Linked DNA regions of Mus musculus: region 1 is linked to region 2. Evidence: chromatin contacts called from public HiCAR-type data. All regions are on one chromosome and are shown on one strand. Each heading gives the region's core, a stretch centred on a gene start, on an enhancer-like site or on the middle of the called end of the contact. The rest is flanking DNA. Distances are from core to core; before and after follow the strand shown. Region 1 holds the start of Rnf19a (ring finger protein 19A). Region 2 holds the start of Pop1 (processing of precursor 1, ribonuclease P/MRP family, (S. cerevisiae)).

Evidence for each region. HiCAR-type assays count read pairs that join an accessible place to other places.
Region 1: a HiCAR-type map of astrocytes shows a contact between it and region 2, with 7 times the contacts expected there. The contact joins the promoter of Rnf19a here to the promoter of Pop1 in region 2. A contact is called at or near these places in 13 of 39 promoter capture datasets (the 3T3-L1 cell line, 3T3-L1-derived adipocytes, the C10 cell line and 8 more), 2 of 115 datasets of contacts at active chromatin or transcription factors (astrocytes and large pre-B cells) and 1 of 9 other capture datasets (adipose tissue).

What each region holds. Positions count from the first base shown.
Region 1 is chr15:36,280,664-36,285,665 of GRCm38.p6, reverse strand. It overlaps Rnf19a (ring finger protein 19A), which reads left to right and starts at 2,519. Exons shown (of 10, transcript NM_013923.2): 1 at 2,519-2,754.
Region 2 is chr15:34,493,640-34,498,690 of GRCm38.p6, reverse strand. Pop1 (processing of precursor 1, ribonuclease P/MRP family, (S. cerevisiae)) reads right to left here and starts at 3,380. Exons shown (of 16, transcript NM_026340.3): 1 at 3,276-3,380. It overlaps Rida (reactive intermediate imine deaminase A homolog), which reads left to right and starts at 3,445. Exons shown (of 6, transcript NM_008287.3): 1 at 3,445-3,638. The coding sequence starts at 3,574.

The DNA.
Region 1 (5,002 bases), core at 1,270-3,769, 1.8 Mb before region 2:
TCATCAAGCATCCTCGAGTTCAAATATCAGAAGAGTTGTTGAGAGAACAAAATAAAATATTGGATTTGACGCTTTTTATGCTGTTAGTTTGTGTCTTAGTTGTTTCCCTATTGCTATGATGACAAAACACCATGACCAAGGCAACTTATAAAAGAAAGTAGCATTTTTTTCCTCCTAGTTTCTTTTGAGGATTTAGTCAATCGGGCTTAAGGTTTTGGAAGGTTAGAGTCTATGATGGTAGAGCAAAGGCCTGGCGGTAAGAACAGCTCAGTGCTCACATCTGGAGAAAGAGAGAGAGGGAGAGAGAGAGGGAGAGAGAGAGGGAGAGGGAGAGGGAGAGGGAGAGGGAGAGGGAGAGGGAGAGGGAGAGGGAGAGAGAGCATTGGAGATGGTAGAAAGCTTGGATCACCTTTTAATTTAGTAGACAGCAATATTTCTTGAGCCAATGTTGAATAAATTACAATGGGTAAATTAGGAAGAATGCAGCAAAAAGCCCACCGGAGGCCAAGCAGCTTCTTTGCATGAATCCAAGGAGAAACGGTGACTTTGTAGCATGGTTTCCAGTCTCGAAAGTACATTTATCACCTGGAATTTAAAAATATACGGCTCTCCAGAGCCCCCTTCACTTGGATGCAGCCTAGGCATCTCAATTTTCCCACGTTCTCTTGGGGGAGGCAGCCAAACTTGAAGTTGTTGTCCTAAAGGCAAAGGGTATACAGCACAGAGAACAGAGTGATATTTAGAGGGCATAATAAATGGGACTCAGTGAAAGGGACCAAAGACAGGGTGTCTGTGAGAACCCTGGACTTCTGGCTTGGCTCTGCTTGGATGAGAGAAGTAAGGGTTGTTTTAGATAAGCCCCTGTCTATCTCAGACAGACTTGAGCTATAGGTTTGTCTTAAGGTTCTGATGCTGCCACAAAACACCATGACCAAGAAGCAACTTGGGGAAGGTTTATTTGGCTTACACTTTCATATCACTGTTCATCACCGAAAGAAGTTAGGACAGGAACTCAAATATGGCAGGAACCTGGTGGCAGGAGCTGTTGCAGAGGCTGTGGAGGGGTGCTGTTTACTGGTTTACTCCTCATAGCTTGCTCATCCTGCTTTCTTATAGACCCCAGGACCAACAGCCCAGGGATGAAACTATTCACAGTGGGCTGTCTCTCCATCAATCACTAATTAAAATGTCCTACGGCTTCCTACAGCCCAGTCTCATGGAGGTGTTTTCTTCATTGACGATCCCTTCTCTCAAACGACTTTAGCTTGTCTCATGTTAAGATAAAACTATCTAATACAAGATGCCTCCATAGATTCAAGTGGAGATGTCCTTCAGGTATATCTCTCTCAGGATATGCATATTGGACTAGTAAGTAACAGCAGACCCTTCCAATTTCTAGGAAGACAGAAATTTAATTTCTCAGAACTATGATGACTATAGAGAGTACAGGACCACTGTTATTCTGCACAATTCTTTACTCAAAACCCTTACCAGTCATTACTCCATTTGTACTGCAAAGCTACTCTTGCACTATCCGTAGGCTTAAAGTGTCCTGTAGATTATTGGGCATCGAATGCAGCCTTTTGATAGCATTTTAAGGTATACACATAATGGCTCTCAACTTCCAATAAATGGAAATCATATCCATACTTACTCCCTTTAAGATGTATGGTCAAAGACATTTAGCCCTAGATCGCCTAGCCTGTTTCTAACTGGGAAAAATTTACTGTGTTACCAAAGAGGCCAAGTGGGGTTTGAAAAAATATGGCTCCTTGGTGAGTTTCTAGTTTAGACACACTGAAATAAGGATCGAGTGATATATTTAGATTAAGTAACAGATGGTGGATGGACATTTTGGCATCCATCACATCCATTTCTCAGGATTCTAAGGAAATGATCTAAGTCCCCAAGAGAAATAAACGGAGAGGATGGGATCAGGACAGGAAAGGGATCTGTTTATTTAACTAACTCTATACCAAGTCTTATGTAGGTGAAAAATTCAAAGGGTGTCCGACTGGATCAAAAGCTGGAGGGGAATGGAAGACACAGGCTGGGCCAAAGTAACTCCTACTGTATCAGACATTGATAAGACCTGAGATATTTCTTTGGGGACGACTCGGCTCTGCTCTCCCGAGGGTTGCCAATCAAGCAGGTGAACAAAGGATTGAAAAGCTAAGTCAGGGTCCTGTCGCTCAGGAAGCGCTCCACTTGGAACGCGGCTCCCGCCGTCCCTTCCTATCACCTCACGGAGACGGGGTCGGGGTTACAAGAAGGGCGTCTCCCGCCCCACTGCCCGGCGCGTTCCGAGTAAGTCGCCGCCCGCGGGAGGGCCGGCGGCGAGAGCGCGCAGTGCGAGGCGAACGTGCTGGAGCCAAGGAACCACCGCGTCCCAGAGATAACCGCGGCTGGTCGACGTGGGGCGGGGCGGGGCTTGACGCCAAGACGCAAGGCGCGCTGGGCGGGGCTATGCCGGGTGGGGCAGGAGGGAGTGGAGGGGGCGGGGCCTGGGGGCGAGGGCGGGGGAGAATGGCAGTTGCTGTGTTGGTTCCCGGCTGCGACGGTCCGACTGGAGTCACAGAGGGGAGTTCGGGAAAGCGGCCGCCCGCAACCGTTCCACCGGCAGCTCTCGCCCTAGCTGAGAAGGTTCCGCGGCGGTGCTGAAAAGTCGTCCTCCGTTCTGCCTCCGCTTTCTGCCTCCGCGGGATGGGCCTGCTCGCCAGCCGCCCCGCGCCGCCGCCGCCCTGAGGAGCTGAGGTACGGCAGGCGCCGGAGCCGCGGGAGCCGGGCGGCTCCCCTACGGATGGGGATTCAAGGCGCCGCTCAGGCCTCGGTCTGGGGCCGGGAGACCGTTGCGGCCGTCTCCGGGGTGCGGGCCGGGGCGTGGGGGGCCGGGCCTGTGGCCCCGTCGGTGTTGTGACTGTCCACGGCGCTGCCCCGAGCGTTCCGGGGCGGCGGAGCGGACGAGACCCGAGGGCGGCCGCCGTGGGGAGGCGGCGGGGGCGGAGCGCATTCCTGACGGGTGAAATCGCCTCTAACGGGACGCTTTCCGGGCCTCGCCGCACACTGGGCGCCGCGGACTTCGCCCCCGAAGCCTGCCGCCTGGGGCCCGGGAGGGCGGCGGGGAGATGACCGCCTCCTTCGGGAGCGGAGATCGCGCACACAAGCAGGCACCGGCGCGGAAAGCCGTATAGCCTGGGGATGAACGGGGGTCTTCCGGACTCCACGTCTGGGGTTTTCCCTGCCCTCACCCCGAGTGAGGCCACCACTTTGAATTGCCAGTTTTTCCTTCGGTCTGGGATTCCGCTCTACTGTCGCTCTCTTCTCTTTTTCCATTTCCACTAATGGGAAGAAGTGGTTTAGGTTCGTTAATCCTGAGACAAGGGCAGCAAATAAAAGAGGGAAGAGAATGGTGAAGGCTATATATGGGAAAAAGAAAGGTTTAATTTTTGCTTGTTGGCGCCCTTGGAGATAGAAATACACGACTGGTGCTTTACTTTGTGTAGGGTTGAGAATGTCGCAAAATGTTGGTAATGATAGGACGGCCTTTAAATGCAGCTGCAATTTTCAAACCTAGGGTTGGCTATAAAGGCTGGTGTAAAATGATAGCAAACGGGAGGTATGAAAGCGGGCCTTTCCGTGGTTGGTGCCTTCAAAATATTTTGATCTTCCTCATTCTACTTTGTGTATGTTTGTGTATACGCACGCGTACCTGGCAGTCTTTGATTATTTAATATTTTAACCAGAATTTCTTGACCCTTTTCATTGTATGTAGTGTGACGAGATACTTGTCTTTTTTTCCCTTTCCGGTTTTGCTATAAACCGGTCTCTTTGCACATCCTAGTGCTTCTGTTTGTAATTCAAGTCATTTCCATATTTGCTTGCTTAAGCTTCTTTAACACAGAGCTGTCTGTATTGAATTAAAATGTAAATATTTAGAAAATGGCTATGTCCTTACTTTCAAATGTTCTTTACTTGGTACATACAATTTCATGGACAAAGAATTGGTATTAAGTCTTGGGACTTACTAAACCAAATTATGCAAAACAAAAGCAAGATATATATATATATATATATATATATATATATATATATATATATTATACAGTGTAAGCTTAAATTTCATGTGACCATGGAAAGATTTTAATGTCATTGCAAGGTGTCTTTCTGAAGAAGAATGCATATGGCAGCTAGCCTGAGTGTATTTTTTTATTATATCATCGATTCTCATTCTAGAACCCCAGTAAGGTTAATTTTTTTAATTGCAGAATTATTTTAGAAGTTGAAACAAACCTATTCATTACTAAAATAGCTGCATGAAATACCTCATCTTGGAGATGCCTTGGTTGAACATTAGAATTAATATAAAGAATTGTTCATTGTACTGTTGCCTAGCAAATGTTAGAATTTCATTTTGAATATTTGTGGCAATGTGTTGGATTTTTGGTGCCTTTTTTAATCTGGCAAAATGACAGTGCCATATTATCTTCTACTTAAGTGTTTTTGAAGATACTTCAGCACCAAGTAGAAAGTAAATGGACTTGACTTGCCATGAACACAGCGTCCAAGCAATGTTTTTGCAGTTGTGAGTATAATGTACTCAGGAGTAATTCCCCCCCCCCCCCTTTTTGAGAAAGGGTTTCACTACATAACCTGGTAGTTGGCTTAGAACTTGCTATATATACAAAGCTGGCCTTAAACTCACTGAGTTCTTGCCCCTGATAGGATTAAAGACCTGTACTCCTTGCCTAGCTTGGAGACACCACTGTACTTTAATGAGTTATAGATGTATGCATAATTTTAGGCAGACATTTGTGTGTGTGTGTGTGTGTGTGTCTTGCACAAGCTAGGCAAGTTTCTTAGTACCTCTGCCCTCTTTGCTTGAGGCAAGCTTTTTATTTTTATTTTTTCTTCTTTCCTGTCTTTTGAAAAGGATTTTGTATATTTGTATGACAAGTCTTGGTTTTTCCTAAACACTTAGATATAGCACAGAAATCCTTTAGTT
Region 2 (5,051 bases), core at 2,131-4,630:
TGTTTGATGATACCAAAATGTTACCATATTAATCTATAGCAGGAATCCCCAAAAAAGAGATTTCAATAAAGTCACTCATCTCAAAAGAAAGTGCTGTTGCATGCTTATAAACCCAGCCGTCAGGATAGAGCTGGGGGCTGGGCAGAAGGAAATCTTTGAGGTTGAGGCCAACCTAGGCTACACATCAAGTTCCAGGCCATCTTGGACTTCACAGTTTTTGTCTCAAAAAATAAAGGAACAGAGTTTCTTCATGGAACTATCCCAACTGGCAGATTTTGCACTGCCGAATAATTAAACTACATATAATCGCTAATGATGCATAAAATGAGGTAAGATCACTAAAATTAAATTACTTATAACGCTTTATCTTGGTTCTTGGCTGAAATAAAAAGACCGGGATAAATTATAAGTAAAATATTTGAGTCCAAACTGAAGATAAATTACTGGTATTTTCACTCACGACTTCACTTCAAGTGAATCACATAAAGGATGGGTGCAGAGAGAACCTGATGGGTTTACTTAGGAGTCCCCACACCTGGACCAACACCCTCATTATTCATTGAGTCAACGTGAAACACTTGTTTTCTTTTTCAAAACAAAATTCATAATATGGCTGACTAGAGATGTAACTTTTAACAATACCCTACACTATGTAACATAAAGACTTGAGAAGTTATGTTAATAAAACAATATGTATGTCTGTATGTGTTTTTCCACAACTACACTAGATAACAGTCTGAAATGAAGATTTTGAACCTAATGGATGTTCATGTCAACAAGGGACCAACATAGGCACTTGGCATAATTCATAAAGCCTGAGACAGGCCCTGGAAGCCTTCACCCCATACAACAGCCATTAATTCTTTTGCTGATGGAGTCCAGGCTAAAACGTGCACCATGGAGATACTGAAATAAGAAAAACTCAGAGAAGCAGTTACCAAGCCTGCATTTCAATTCCTTAATATTAGAATATTCTACCAACACATAAACTTTATGTAGATAACAGCAAAGAAAGTAGGTTATTCTTGTGCCTCAAAGAAAAGGTAACCAAGCCACTAGTGAGAAAATTCCCCAATCTGGTAAGCATTCTGAGATTCCATCCAGGCTCAGCTCCATTCACTACTCCTAAAACTCAAAACAATTGGAGACTAAAAGCACAAATGAAATATTCTATACAGGGAAACTGTGCAACCTCAGGGAAAGCCAGTAAGAAAATGTCAGCTGTAATTTTTGTTTAGGAATCTACCGTGTGAACAACAGGAATCAAAACTCAGGAGGACTAGAAGAGGAACATAGGAAGAAGATGGAACCAAATAGGCTGTGGAGTCCAAGCAGGAAGCTCGTGTATTCCAGCATGAAGCCCTAAACCAAGAAAAAGGATCTCACCATTCTTGAAGCACGGAAGCAGTCCCTCAGCATTACACAGGACAAGATGACAGGGAATCAAGAGGATTTCTTACAGTGCATGTTGACAGAGGGTCACAGGTCTGACCTTTCTTATTGTCACACTGCACTTAGCAGACTACCATAAACAAAGTACAGGATCAAAACAACACAAGTATTGGATATTCATATCCACACATACATGAACTTTGACTATAAAGCAAACGTTAACAAGGTAAGAAACATTTAGCCCGCAACTACGCTCCTTCTGACACAGCATGAGAACTGTAGGTAGCCTCAGAGCTTCTCCAGTTGGGGATCACAACCCCATATAGGGTCATGTAGCTGAATGTGAGGTGATGAAAAATCTAGCAAGAACAATTCAGAAGTCAAATGTGTAATGAATCCAAAGTGTTTCTGGCAGTGCTCTACCTAGACGTCACTACAGCCACAGTTCAGCAGTGACATCCCATGCTTACACACCATACAACACCAACAAATACTGCCTGAAACAGCTCAGCCAAGATCCCAGGCAAGTTATGAACCCAGTGTTCTTACTGTACATACAGGTTTATGCTCTTAAGAAACAATGTTATACAGGCTGGTGAGATGGCTCAGAGGCTAAGAGCACTGGCTGCTCTTCCAGAGGTCATGAGTTCAATTCCCAGCAACCACGTGGTGGCTCACAAAACATCTATAGGGGGATCTGATATCCTCTTCAGGCAGGCAGATATATATGCAGCAGAGCACTCGTACATTAAATAAAGAAAAAGAAAAAAAAGGAAACAATGATATAAAAACAGGCCTAAATTTCTCTTTAAATTGTTCTCATGCCGCACGTCTTTGGATTGTGCTGGGCTGCATTGTTTGATTTAAAAAACTAGTTTGAAATTGAGTTGCTGGGTTAAATTTTATATTTTTTAAATCATTAATTTGGATTTGGGATTGAGATAGACTTTTCCAACAACTGGCCCTAATTATAGTTCCGACTGTACTACATATTTAGGCAAAATAGCATCTCATCACTGACTATTATAAAAATCAAACAACAAATCAGCTCTAAAAAAAAAAAAAAAAAGCCGGGCGTGGGGGCCCACGCTTTTAATCCCAGCACTCGGGAGGCAGAGGCAGGTAGATTTCTGAGTTCGAGGCCAGCCTGGTCTACAAAGTGATTTCCAGGACAGCCAGGGCTATCCAGAGAAACCCTCTCAAAAAACAAACAAACAAAAACAAAACAAACAAACAAACAAACAAAACCACTTTAGATGCTTTATGTCTTGCAGTATCAAATACTCTACCAAAACTCGTATTTATGAAAAAATAAACATACACACATCTATTTAGAGAGTAAAAATTAGTTTTTATCTTTCTCAAAAGGCAAAATTATACCAGCTACACTAAAGAATTGTTTTAAATATACTTCCTTATGATATATTATCAGTTACTAATTAGTACATCTTCTTATCTACCCAGGTTCGTTAGTGAGAAAGCTGAAGTCGTGAGCTAGGAGAAGATGACTCGCCTCCGGAAAGCAGACCCCGGTCTGCTCAAATCTTGAGGCGATCATGCATAGAAAGGAAGCACGGGATGGCGAAAGGCAGACAACCCACACCTCTGCTTGGTTCCCCGGAATGACCCATCCCTGTCCTTTACGGTACCCAGAAAGGGATACAAGCGCATTCCCAGAGGGGATTCCGCCTGGCAGGGCAACGATAAGCATAAAAACGAGCACAGGAGCCTGAGGCTCTGGACTGCAAGAGGGCCCGCCCGGGCAGCATGGACCTCCCCAAGTGAAAAGCGCCGCAAGCCGAAGCCGCCACTGTGGGCAAGCCCCCACGCGAGGCCCCCGCGAGCTGGCGGCCCCGGCTAAGCATTAGTGCCTCACCACCAACCTGCCAAAAGTTCCGAGGGCTTCGCCGGTAAGAATGACAAGGTTCTGAGATCCCTAGAAGCTCCCACCACAGAGGGTGAGCGAGCGGGCTGAGGGCGCGTGCGCAGCACGGCTTCTTCCTCCACGTGTCCCGGAGTCGCTTGTAAACTACAATTCCCATCGGGCCGTGCGAATTCGCACGGGGCTGTCCCTGAACTAAAACTCTTTTGCCTAGGGCTGTCTGGTCAGTGGACAAGAGTGGGTGTAGTTACTTACCATCGTTTCTTCTTCTGGAGGGTCTTCAAGAGGGAAGGATTAGCATGTCGTCCATAATCAGAAAGGTGATCAGCACCACAAAAGCCCCGGCGGCCATTGGTCCCTACAGGTAATGTTTTTTACTGTAGCTCTGAAGGACCAGGTAGGTGCAGTGTTGCAAGTTTGGAGCTTTGGCCCCTGCTGGTCCGAGCAAAAGAGAGTCTTAGAACGCGCGAAGAAACTAAGTTCAGAAAGAGTACAGTGTATCCAAATCCCTCAGAGAATGGGGGAGCCCTGGTGCTACCAGAAACTTGCACTCCTAAGATCTTGCCCCCATCTGGAGCTGCCGGGGCCCCGAAGGCGAGCTTGCTACATGCTTTCTCTGGTTAGAAGTGGCATCACCCCAACCCCCTTGCCTTTCGTCTTGGTGGCTTCTAGTTTTGGTTTTTGTAACAATTTTATTAAGATAGAATAAACAACCCATAGAATTCTCATTCTGTTAGTGGGTTCAATTCAGTGGCTTTTACTATGCCCAAAAGTTGTGTAGCCATCATCACTTTCTATTCTCAAAACATTTACATCCAACCTAAAATAAGGTTTATACCATTAGCATTTATTCCACATGGCATCTTTCCCCAGCTCCTTACAACCACCCATTTATTTCCTCTCCATCACTATAGGGTTTATCTGTTAAAGACGTTTGCTATAAAAAGTATAATACACTGTTTGGTCCTCTGTGACAGGCTTCTTTTACTAGCATGAAGTTTGATCTAACCCTTTCTTAATTTACAAGATATGCTTGTCTCATTTGGACAGTACTCAGCAAATACCTGTATGTCTATCCTAGTCTCTGGCTTCTATAACGTGTAGGAATGCAATGATGCTTATGAATGGTTTATCCATGCCTATTTACCACTAATATCAAATGCAAGTAACACCAAAGGTGATCTTCTGAGATTATCCTATATACTAGAGCTAACCATATATGTACTGGAAAAATAAAAACTACCCTTTGGCATTTATCTCTGCTTACCAGAAGTGCTTTTAAATAGAAATGGTACTTTCTTTTCACTTCCTTCTGTGGGTGCTATGAAGGACAGACTAACTTTGTAGCTCAGACTAACCTAGAACCTGCTGTTCTCCTGTTTGAGCATTCCTAGTGCTGACGTGAAGACCAGCACACTTAACTTAAAACCTTGTTCCTCAAAATACCTCAGCTTTAAAAATCACTGTATTGTATCTTATATAACTTTCTCCTCTCTAACTTCTAAGTCTTCACTAAAACGTATCTAGAGCCAATTCCTTTTGAAAAAGTCATTTCTGACACAGTGTCTCTTTGCTGTCAATCAAAACTGAAGATTTTCTTCGGCTGCAACATTAGTACTGTAGAAGATGTGTAGTGCATGCCAAGTATTTAGCTGATTCAAAAATGTGTAAGAAGTAATCCGACATAGGCCTTCACCTATAAAAGGAAAAGAAGCAGTAATGTAGCAAATGTTACATGACAGGCACTATGACAACTAACTACCTTTAAGTTGTCTCT